2 separate regions of the Danio rerio genome follow, and region 2 is linked to region 1. Evidence: chromatin contacts called from public Hi-C data. All regions are on one chromosome and are shown on one strand. Each heading gives the region's core, a stretch centred on a gene start, on an enhancer-like site or on the middle of the called end of the contact. The rest is flanking DNA. Distances are from core to core; before and after follow the strand shown. Region 1 overlaps rragca (Ras-related GTP binding Ca). Region 2 overlaps utp11 (UTP11 small subunit processome component).

Evidence for each region. A called contact is a pair of places that touch in the nucleus more often than the background predicts.
Region 2: a contact with region 1 is called in a Hi-C map of embryo, with 2.9 times the contacts expected there. The contact joins two enhancer-like sites. A contact is called at or near these places in 2 of 18 Hi-C or Micro-C datasets (both in embryo).

What each region holds. Positions count from the first base shown.
Region 1 is chr16:36,398,183-36,404,045 of GRCz12tu, forward strand. rragca (Ras-related GTP binding Ca) reads left to right here. Exons shown (of 7, transcript NM_001020635.1): 6 at 2,828-2,976; 7 at 3,059-3,268. The coding sequence ends at 3,210. Among named protein-coding and RNA genes, the nearest start is that of rragca, 14 kb to the left of the region's middle. Within about 2 kb of position 3,914, at least 3 of the 62 cell types and tissues checked have an H3K27ac peak or open chromatin away from gene starts, as enhancers often do.
Region 2 is chr16:36,864,660-36,870,086 of GRCz12tu, forward strand. It overlaps utp11 (UTP11 small subunit processome component), which reads right to left. Exons shown (of 8, transcript NM_199998.1): 6 at 5,378-5,427; 7 at 5,060-5,170; 8 at 4,618-4,895. The coding sequence ends at 4,812. Among named protein-coding and RNA genes, the nearest start is that of utp11, 6.7 kb to the right of the region's middle. Within about 2 kb of position 1,797, at least 9 of the 62 cell types and tissues checked have an H3K27ac peak or open chromatin away from gene starts, as enhancers often do.

The DNA.
Region 1 (5,863 bases), core at 2,664-5,163:
GTTCAAATCCAGAGAAAAAAGGGATTTTTGTGGCCATGCTAATGAGATCACACACCTTTGATTTCTGGTTTGGTTTTATAGAAAATGGGAAACACCGTGTAATTTTGCTTTGATTGCTTTCAGCCCTACTCTGCTTTAGGCCTGCACAATAAATAGTTTCAGCATCGATATCACAATGTGTGCATCCGCAATAGTCGCATCGCATAGATATGCAATATTGAGTTGACTTTGCTGTGTAGTTTTTTTACATTTAAATACACAAAACTATAAATCCTAGACTGCTCATTTCACTTTTATCTTTGCTTTATTGCATTCATCAATGCTTGTAGTTTTGTTTATTATATTTTATGCATGACTCACTCCCTGCAGATTTATCCCAATCATTTAAAATGAATACAAAACTTTAGGGTCCAATTCTCGTTATTAACTAGTTGCTATAGTTGTTATAGTTGTTGCAAGTTAGTTGTTATAAACTACCTTGATTTCTATTAATAAGGAAAAAATTGGGAGTTTATTGAAGCAAAATATGTATTTAATGGTTTGCTAGTAGCAAGAATTAAAACTTTTAAAAAAATGTGAAATTCTTTCCTAAAAACGCTCAATCATTTGGAAAAAAAAATTATAGATGTATATCGCAATATATATTGCAGTAAAATAAGTATCACAATGTCTGATTTTTCCATTACCGTGCAGCCCTACTCTGCTTCATAAGTTTGGAATACGGAATACTTTAGCTTAGTGTTTCTCAACTGTGTTATTGGAGGACCATCAACACTTCCTGTTTTGGATGTTTGCTTTGTCTGTCACATTCATTACAGGTCTTTCAATCTCTGCTAATGAGCTGATGATCTCAATCAAGTGTGTTTGGTTAAAGAGACAGAAAATGTTCAGAGCTGGTGGTCTTCCAGGAATGTGGCTGAGAAACACCGATTTAGCTCATCATGATTTCATGTAGGAGTCCCATAAGATGTGTAATGAAGAAGACAACTCCCATCATTCCATACTCATTCCACATCATAGTTCTCAAACTCAATTCCTGGAGGGCCACAGCTCTGCACAGTTCTTCTTCAACCCTGATCAAACACAGCTGATTCAGCTAATCAAGGTGTTCAATACTACAGCTGCATCCCAAATGGCACACTATGCACTATGTACTTATGCACTTACAGACTCAACAATGTAGTATATGCATGTGGTGTTGTCCCAAATAGAACACTGTTTTATACTTAGTGGAAATTCCAACCTGATGACGGTTGCCAAATTAGTGAAATAAACAACCAAACTACCTAAAAATACCTGCCCATGAGTATAACCGCATTCACCATCGGAGGCGCCATAATCACTCTCTTAGGAGAATTTGGCTTTCACAATCTAAAATAAATTAAGTAATCCAACATAAGTGCCCGATTTGGAAGCTTTGGTAAATGCTACTTCCTCGTTAACAGATTCTGTTGCCTAGTTATGAGCCCTGTCAATCATTCTCACATCATCCATATTTCTGTCATATTTAATTTCCTATTTTATTGGAGATGCAGCAGCAGATTAGTCTTTCATGCAGAGAAATCTCTTCCGGTCTTTGGATAATTCTGCAATTAGAAGTTATTGTTCAAACGCGTCGTTATAGAAGTTCATGTTGTTGTTGCTAATAAAAATATAACATGGGGAAACGCGATTTGAAACATGTTCCAGTTGGCTAGATTGTATTTAACAGTTATACAAACATTTTTACTGAAGCCTCTCTATTTGGTCTCGCACTTTCATCATGTTTGTAGTTTAGTTACATTTTTCACCTGCATTTGTAGTTCTGTTCGAATTTACGACCAACATGCAATGTACTGTGGGTAATATCAGAAGTTAGAGTATGGACTGTTCTACACTTAACCTTTGGCACACTCTTCAACATACTAAGATTTGGGACCTATTAAGGGCGTACTCACACTATGTACAGTTGCCCTGAACCGGGCCAAAGCACGCTTGTCCCCCCTCCCGTTTCCCCCGACTGCCCACACTTACATTACATTCAGGCCTGGGCACGCTTATGTCATCGATGATGCACTGTTCAGTAAGTGCTTTCGCTCAGCACAGTGGACATTTTCTTTAGTTATATTGTTTTAATCGCTTGGGATGCAGTGACGCGCAGTCAAATATTTCACCGAACAGAACAGTCACTTTTAACGCTCATAAACAATCTTAAAGTCCTCTTGCTGCAGGAATTAGGAGGTTTGCTGAAGGTGCAGCTGTCGTGCAGTGAGGGGTTTGCTTCTATAACAGTTTGTGTTCATTGAACAGTAAGAATGATAAATTAATCCGAATGAAACAGTCCCATATAGGTCACATCTTGTCTTCAGTTTCAGGCTCTGGTGTGCTTTGCACTCACACTACAAGCGTACCGTTCCAAAGCCCAAGTAAACCACACTCTGGCACACCTCTTTCAACCGGGCCAGGTGAACCTCTTTCAAGCCGGCCAAGTGAACCGTGCCTGAGCCCGATTTAGAGCACTCACACTTCTCAAACGATCTGGTAAATGGGCCTGGGCCTGGTTTGGATAACATAGTACGAGTACGCCCTGATTCTATTTTCCAGTAATATTTAAGACCGATAGTATGCAAATTGGGACACAGCACTACTAGATCAAATGTGTTTGATTGGGGTTGGAGCAGAACTGCAAAGGTGCGGCCCTCTAGGAATTGAGTTTGAGACCTATGTTCCACATTATGTCTTTGTTTTGAACATGCACCCTCTAGTGGGAAAACTTTTGAAGAAGAAGAATTGACAAACACAGTTTGTAACCATTTAGCATTCTGAATGTATGCTTTGATTTCTGTAGATTAAAAGAGGACGGCAGTGGCAGTGCATATGATAAGGAATCTATGGCCATCATCAAACTCAACAACACCACAGTGCTCTACCTGAAAGAAGTCACCAAGTTCCTCGCTCTGGTCTGCATCCTGAGAGAAGAGAGCTTTGAGCGCAAAGGTACACCTCAGCAATATATTATATTGGAGTCTTTGATTTTCTAAATCGACAGTTGTTTTGATTTCTCCTTTATGTGCCACAGGATTAATAGACTACAATTTCCACTGTTTCCGGAAAGCCATTCATGAGGTGTTCGAGGTGGGAGTTTCCACCTCAAGGACAAGCAACCAGCCAGTTGGCACCCCTCTTATGAAAACTGTTGCCTTAAATGGAACCCCAAGGAGCACTGTGTAGAGAGAAGGTGATAAAGACAATAATGAAAAGTGTGGAGAAGATGGATAAGGTAATAAAAGAGAAAGACTACAGGATGGGCCGCATTCTGAGTATGCTGACCATCATTAATGCTCCCAAAAGCTTTATAAGCAAAAGAGTCACTAAAACAAACATGCTGCAGTGTGTGGGGCAGAATTGTAATGTGGGTAAGCTTGCAAAGCCACGCATGTATGGAAGGGAAGAGGCACAAAAGAAGGTGGAACACTTTTTTTGTGACTAAAAGGCATTAACAAACTGTTCCTCAAGACAACATGTTAAACAAAAGTGCAAGTCACTGGGGGGAAAAGCACAGCAAGAAACCTCACCCTGTCAGGTTGAACCTCCTGACAACTTGGATGAATGCTGTATGATATGTTGCTGGTCACTTAACACAGTAGCCAAGTTTAAACTGGTTTACTCCTAAACACATGAATGTGGCAGACGTCTGTGAAAATTTTGCAGTGCACAACAATATTGAGTGTATACTTCTGAAGCCTTATGTAGAGTTGTCCTAATGCAAGCCCCTAATGCACATATGCACACTTGGTCACCCAAATGTTTTGTGTATGAAAGGGACTGAAATGTGATTTAATGTGTCTCGACTGTGGGAGCTAATGCATGTATGTGGTGGAAATGGTGGGTGGGTGTTGTGTATGCACACTGGCTTGGGGCCCAGAGATGTTGTGACATCTCACACAAGAATGAGGAGGAGTTGTGCTGTTCCAACTGACCTCTGGGACACTGTGATTGCACTTACCTCAGAGGATTTCAGGGATCCTAACTAACACAATTTAAACTGCTTTTGCTGTACTGTTGCCCTTCAGTTACGTTACAGCATCTTTGGAGGATAGATCATGCAATCCTAGCACTTTGTAGGATGAACCTTAATTACTTACATTCCGGTTCTGAGGTGCCAATGCAGTTTTGCTCGCATTAAAACTTTGTAATACTTGCTTTCACTTTTCCCGATCACCAATCAGCATGTTGTTTTTAATTCTGATGAAATCTGCTGTAAAATAAAGATAATAAAGACGGCTGAAGTGACAGGACATTTGAATCAGTTAAACCCATTCCAAGCATGTCCTTAGAGATGCTTCATTTTATCTTGCAATCAGCTCTCATCTAATTTTGTTTAACAGCAACTAAATTAAACTTAAAGAACACAACACATTTATCTTTAAGCTTGCTTGTGATTCTTGTTTCTCAGACTACATAGGCCTATAGGATACACATTATGCCTGTCTCGCATTTTGCCAAAGGTGTTATCATTTATGAGAAATAAAACACACACTGAAAACAGTACTCATGTGCTATCATTGTCCACACAACTGAAATGGGGACACCTTTTGTTTTATGATTTTTATAACTTCATTCATTCATTTTCTTGTCGGCTTAGTCCCTTTATTAATCGGGGGTCGCCACAGCGAAATTAACCGGCAACTTATCCAGCAAGTTTTTTACGCAGCAGATGCCCTTCCAGCCGCAACCTATCTCTGGGAAACATCCACACACACATTCACACACACAACACTACGGACAATTTAGCCTACCCAATTCACCTGTACCACATTTCTTTGGACTGTGGGGGAAACCGGAGCACCCCAAGGGAACCCACGCGAAGGCAGGGAGAACATGCAAACTCCACACAGAAACACCAACTGATCCAAGGTTCGAACCAGTGACCCAGCAACCTTCTTGCTGTGAGACGACAGCACTACCTACTACGCCACTGCCTCGCCATTTTTATAACTTATTATAACAAATTCTTAGTTACTAAATAAGTTGGAAGAGCAAAAATAAAATGAACAAATGTTCACTGAAACACTAGAAATAAACGTTGAAATCTAGCTTTTTTTTTTTTTGCTCAAATGACACTCTAAGATTATGGTTTATTCCTTAATAAACTTTTAAAATGTATGTCATAAATTAAATGTGGTAGATATGCTTAAATATTTTTCAATTTACTCACCTGTTAATTTCCTCAGCTGTAAAACTCACTGTATCGTTATGGTCCAATTTAATTTGCTACACGAATCTCAAACGTTGTCCAAATAAGTAAGTGTTCGTTGATCATTTTGAAGTTTAAGTTATAAATTTTACCGAAAATCTAAAGAGTCGAATCTTTTAAGTTCATTAGATCAATCTAGTTCACGCCTGCAGTTCAGACAACCGTTTTAAATGATTCATTGACGAAACATTCAACAGACACCAAATCCAGTCACGTCGGCTGCATTCTCTTTAAGTGGATTATCGATACGTAAGTAACAATTTAAATACTCGACGTTTTTCCACATAAAACTATAACATGAATTGAAATTATAGCACCTGAAAGCGCAATCACCTCACTTTCTAAAGTTTCCGCTTTGAATCGTAAAATTAACCGATGACATAAAGTAGACTAAGGGCGAAAAATACCTTTATTTTAAGAGACCATATGGTTCAATCACAAAGACAGTAACTGAGATGGCAAGTTATGTGCTATGTTTTACATTTATTTTATGTTAAATTTGTCTCGTTTAATTTGAAGTTCGGTTCGACGTTCGGTTTGTTGACAGTTGAGGGCGCCAGAGGACTGCAATTAAACTTCCATTAATGTTAAACAACATGGTGTGATGTGGACTATCATAAATTTATG
Region 2 (5,427 bases), core at 547-3,046, 460 kb after region 1:
TAGGTTACAGGTTAACAACAAACCAACCATGACTCCAGCTTTTCAACAACAGATCAACAGAATAGAACCAAGAATTCTCTTTTTCTCCTGAAAACCCACTTTATCTTAACATTAACGGAAAGTGCGAATGTTTGCGTTCTGGAGGTATTATAAAGTTATGACGACAAAATTGTCTCAACAAACTGAGATATGTAAACGGGATTGGCTGCCGGGTATTTAAGTTGAGGTGCTATTTTTATATTTATTGTTGCACTGAAGTCCAAAAGCAAAGAATTTATGTTATTTATTACTTGATTGTTCAAGCTACCTCACAGAAGAGCTCTGTTTGTTAACAGAGTTGTTGAATTTTAAAGTGGATTAAAAAAAGGAACATCCTGGATCTGTTGCTTTGCTCTTTTTTATTCTTTTTTTATGTATTATAGAAGAATAGGATCATTTTTCAGTATTGGCATATACTTAAAATCAAATGACTAGGACTTGAGGGCAAAAAAAGAACTGATCGGAACATCCCTAATATAAATATTACGAACGTAAACATTGGCTTGTCCCAACAACACGCTGATGAGCAATTTATTCAGAAGCACTCACAATATGCACTCACGGAATGGTAAGGTTTATAATCTATTTAATACATATTAGCTGTCTTTAATATTATTAAATGTCATATGTTTAGTTCTAAAGATCAATTTCAAACGTTTTATTGTATTTTCAAGACCTCAGGTAAAACTATCTGCTGCTGCTGTCAGTAGTATGGCAATAAATGTCATGTAAAATGGCATTCAAACTGACATTATTAGCATTTAACACTAAATAAAGCGCATGAGGTTTACCTGCAGTGATCATTGTAAAAGTTTTCTGTTGTTCACCTGTGAGAAATAGAAGCCGTTTTAAATATATCAATTCAAGGTGGTGGTTAGAACAAAAACTTCTTTTAAAATTCTTTCTCGCTCCTGTCCTCAATCTGGCAACCTTTGCTTGTGGTTGTTTTGATCCAGGAGTGCAATACCTTGTTCAACCACTGGGTGTCAAAACTTACATACTGCACCTTTAATGCTAAGTAAATTACCCCAAATTATGCTGCATGTGTTTTTGTAAAGATATTTTATCCAACCAGTCAAACTTACGCCATCTCAGTTTTGATGCCATTACAAAAAGAAATACAATTTCTACTTATTGACCAAATATTAGACAAAACTTATTTTCTGTGAATCAAAACAAAGATGTGGCCATGGCAATAACAATGTGATTTAAAGGGATAGTTCAACCAAACTTATATTTTACTTGTTATATATATATATATATATATATATATATATATATATATATATATATATATATATATATATATATATATATATTAAATGTAAGAAAGGCATTTAAAAAAAAAGAAATTAATTAATGATTATTATGCATCAATACATCATAATGATGCATTAATCCAAAAACAACGGTGACCTGCAGTATATCATCACACTTATACACTTAAATACACGGCATCCCATCCAATGAGCCAATTCACAGCCATCATCAACTCAACCCCAAACCCTTAACAAATTACTGGAGAGCTCCACAGGGGCCTCTTTTACATCTCCAAATGTGAATAACATTACAGCACAATGTAGAGGATGTTTGGCAGATATCTTTCGAATCTAGGGGTCACTACCAACACTGCAGTGGAAGACCTGCAGCCGTGACCCCAGTGCAAAAGCTGATCTGAATGAAAGACAGGCTTCAGTAAGAACAGTGGCCTTCTGTGCGATGACAGACGGAAGCAGAGCGGAACTGCGCACACGGCTGCGTGACCCTCCAGTCCAAACCGAGGCGGTCGCGGTGATGAATACTCCGCCACATGACGCACACTCCACGCCTGTCACTTCTTTTGGCTGAGAATTGTGCAAATACAGAAGGTCAATATTGATAGGTCACACGGAGCTGCTTTGTAAATATCACCAGGCTTAGAGGCGCATGTTCATGTCACTCTGAACACCCTCTTGTAATTCCTTCACAAAAAGGGATAGCATGCATGTATAACATGTTTAGCATGAGCATTAGAGAGTACAGTGTATATGCATTACAAACATTTTTTTTCCTGTGGTCAGCATTGGCACAGACAAGACTCCGGGATCGCTCCTCGAGAACACAGTGACATTTCCCTGTTCCTGATTCACCCCTCCTCTCTGTCCCAGGAGAGGGTAATGGATGAGGCCTGTTTATGAAGCCGCTGCCACCTGCATGATCAATCAAGCCATGCAGAGATGACACAAAAAGCTCAGTCTGCGCAGACAGAGCTCAACCTTTCACATGAACAATTGCACTAGCAGGGACGAGATTGATACAAGAGTGTTTAAAAGTGGGCCATTTAAAGTTCCGAGGAACCAGACTGTCAGACAGAATACTGTGTATTTAAATGAAGAGGAAAAGCAAATACAACCAAGCTTTGCAGAAAACCTCTGAAGACAAGCCTCAGTTATAATCATCAGTGTAGGGAAAGTTACTTTTGAAAGTAACACATTACATTATTGAGTTACTCCGCAAAAATTAACTAGCTGTGTTACTTTTTATTTTATTTTATGAAAAGTAATGCGTCACATTACTTTTGAGTTACTTTTTCTTACCTGCCTCAGCTGCATCAGATAAACAGCAGTGACAGGCATGAAGCAAGCAGATCTCACGTAACTTTTGTGAGAAATACTACAGTAAGAACTTTACCAAACCATTCAAAATCTAGTTAAAAAGTTCACACACACACACTGCGCACATATAACTTTGCTGTTTTTATACGGCAAATGTGACAGGACACACATTAATATTCACTGTTGTATAGACATCCGTTGTTAAGGTAGAAAATAAACCTGATTTAACGTCCACAAACCGGGATTGAAACGTCTTTTATAATTGTACTGACATTCGGCTGTGGTGATAAAGATGGTAAACAAACATTCAGTTGAAAACGTTTTAAACTTGTAATACTCATTCGTGTTCACATTTGATGATGATTGCTTACAGAAAGTTGACCCGATCTTTTTTCCCAGTTGCTTTGCACTCATCCTGTTTTGTGGATATTATTAGGCCTATATGCGTTACTACAGCAACATGTTAATTTGTGGCTGTCAATCAATTCGTTAGGCGGTGGACTTCTATATCACATTGCAGTGAGCCTCAAAATGGGAGGGTTATATTTTTAAAAGACTTATCTTTTTTATATCACTCCAATATTACTGTGGCCACACTATACACTACACATACACAGTTCTGTTCAAACAGCTTGCAAAAGATGATTTTCAACATAGGTGCCCTTCAAAAAAAACTTCCTGACTCTCTACATGCCATACAGATTAATGAAAGTTGAAAGCAATGGGTTTGTTACTTTTGTATTTTTGTCTTATTAGTTTAGTAAAACCACTGTCCATTAAGACAATCCCCTTTTCTTCCATGTGTTCAAAATAATGAGAATACTTCTATCACAGTAATAGGCCCTGCCATATAGGTTTGTCTGTTCCCACAGGGAGCTTATTCTCCTATTGAGTGTGATTCATCATGCCAACACTCATTTTAATTCAGCAAATTACTATTTTAAAAGTGAATTAAATTAATTTAATTAAATCTGAAAAACTCGTTACTTTTTTAAAAAAGTAACTAAAATTTAATTTCTTCATTTTTTTACTCAATTTTTAAGTAATGTATTACTGTCCACATTCCTTGCCTTACCGTCGAACACATAATAATAATAATAATGTCCCTTTATGCATTAAATCAAAATAATTATATATATATGGCGACGCAGTGGTGTTGTGGGTAGCACGCTTGCCTCACAGCAAGAAGGTCGCTGGTTCGAGCCTCGGCTCAGTTGGCGTTTCTGTGTGGAGTTTGCATGTTCTCCTTGCGTTCGTGTGGGTTTCCTCCGGGTGCTCCGGTTTCCCCCACAGTCCAAAGACATGCGGTACAGGTGAATTGGGTAGGCTAAATTGTCTGTAGAGTATGAGTGTGTGTGTGTGTGTGTGTGTGAATGAGTGTATGTGACTGTTTCCCAGAGATGGGTTGCAGCTGGAAGGGCATCCGCTGCGTAAAAACTTGCTGGATAAGTTGGCGGTTCATTCCGCTGTGGCGACCCCGGATTAATAAAGGGACTAAGCCGACAAGAAAATGAATGAATGAATGAATGAATATATATATATATGTATATCAAAAGCATGAAAAATAAGAATTGTCACTGAGCATAATGGATGTATAAATGTAAAAATAAACACAAAAATCAATGATCATTGTACATCTTAACATATAACTGTTCAAATTTTGAAGGAAAAATGATCAAAATCAACTCAACTGAAAGTAGTAGAACAGTATCTAACAAGCCCCATCCATGAATATATAAGAATTTAATTCAAGTCTCAGCAGTAAAAAATAATAATAATAATAAGTAAATAAATAAATAAAAGATTTGTTTTTTAAATAAAAAGTTTAAGATAAATTTTGAAGGCTCAATAGTTACATTTTAAAAACAGATGCCAACATCAATTGACACTGAAGTTGCTCTTTTGTATTCTGGTTGTAGATTTGATGAGATCAGATGAGATGTGCTAGTGCCATCTATTGAGAAAACCAACAAACTGCAAAACATTACAGACAACATTTTATTGTAATGGCAAAAACCTATTTGCAATAAATATGTACAAACTTCTTGCCTTATATGTGCAAGATTCCCAGCATAGCATCTCCATTATACAGAAGTGAAAAATCTATTCAGAATTTTAAGTCCACCTCCTGGACTTACAGCTGACTGATGACAACAAAACAGACCGCTTCCAAAGATTTCATCTTTTCCTCTTGGCCTGAAATTTATAGATGGCAGGAGCAGTACTGGTCTCTTTGCAGACTTTTACCTTCTTCACCTTATCCTGCAAGAGATAAAAGCACAACCAAGAAGTCAATCAATAATAAAAACAAAAGACCTAAAGCATAAGCAATTACTCATAAGAAAAATAACAAAAAAGACATTGATGAATAGCCATGCACAATTAAAAAGAACAGCCATGTTGAAAGGGTTCATGAATGCACTCACTTGTAGATCTTTTCTGGTTTGAATCTTTTGACTAATGACAAACATTTTCTTTTCTCTGTCAATACGCTCTGAAAGCCTCAGATACTGTTCATTCCTCTTTTTAGCAAGACTCTGGAAGGAATAGACAAGAAAAAGAGCAATAATTGTGGCAAAAAAAATAAGTATTAAATGATGAATAAATAGATAATGCATTTATATAATTTACACTGCAGAATTCATGGATTATTTATATTAAGAATGAGAATAATTATGATAACAACAACAACAAAAGAATAATGTTACTACTTATTACAGTATGGTACATAGAACACATGTTACTTTTATCTCTCTGGCCTTCATTGCTCCCACAATGCTCTTGTTTTCCAGCG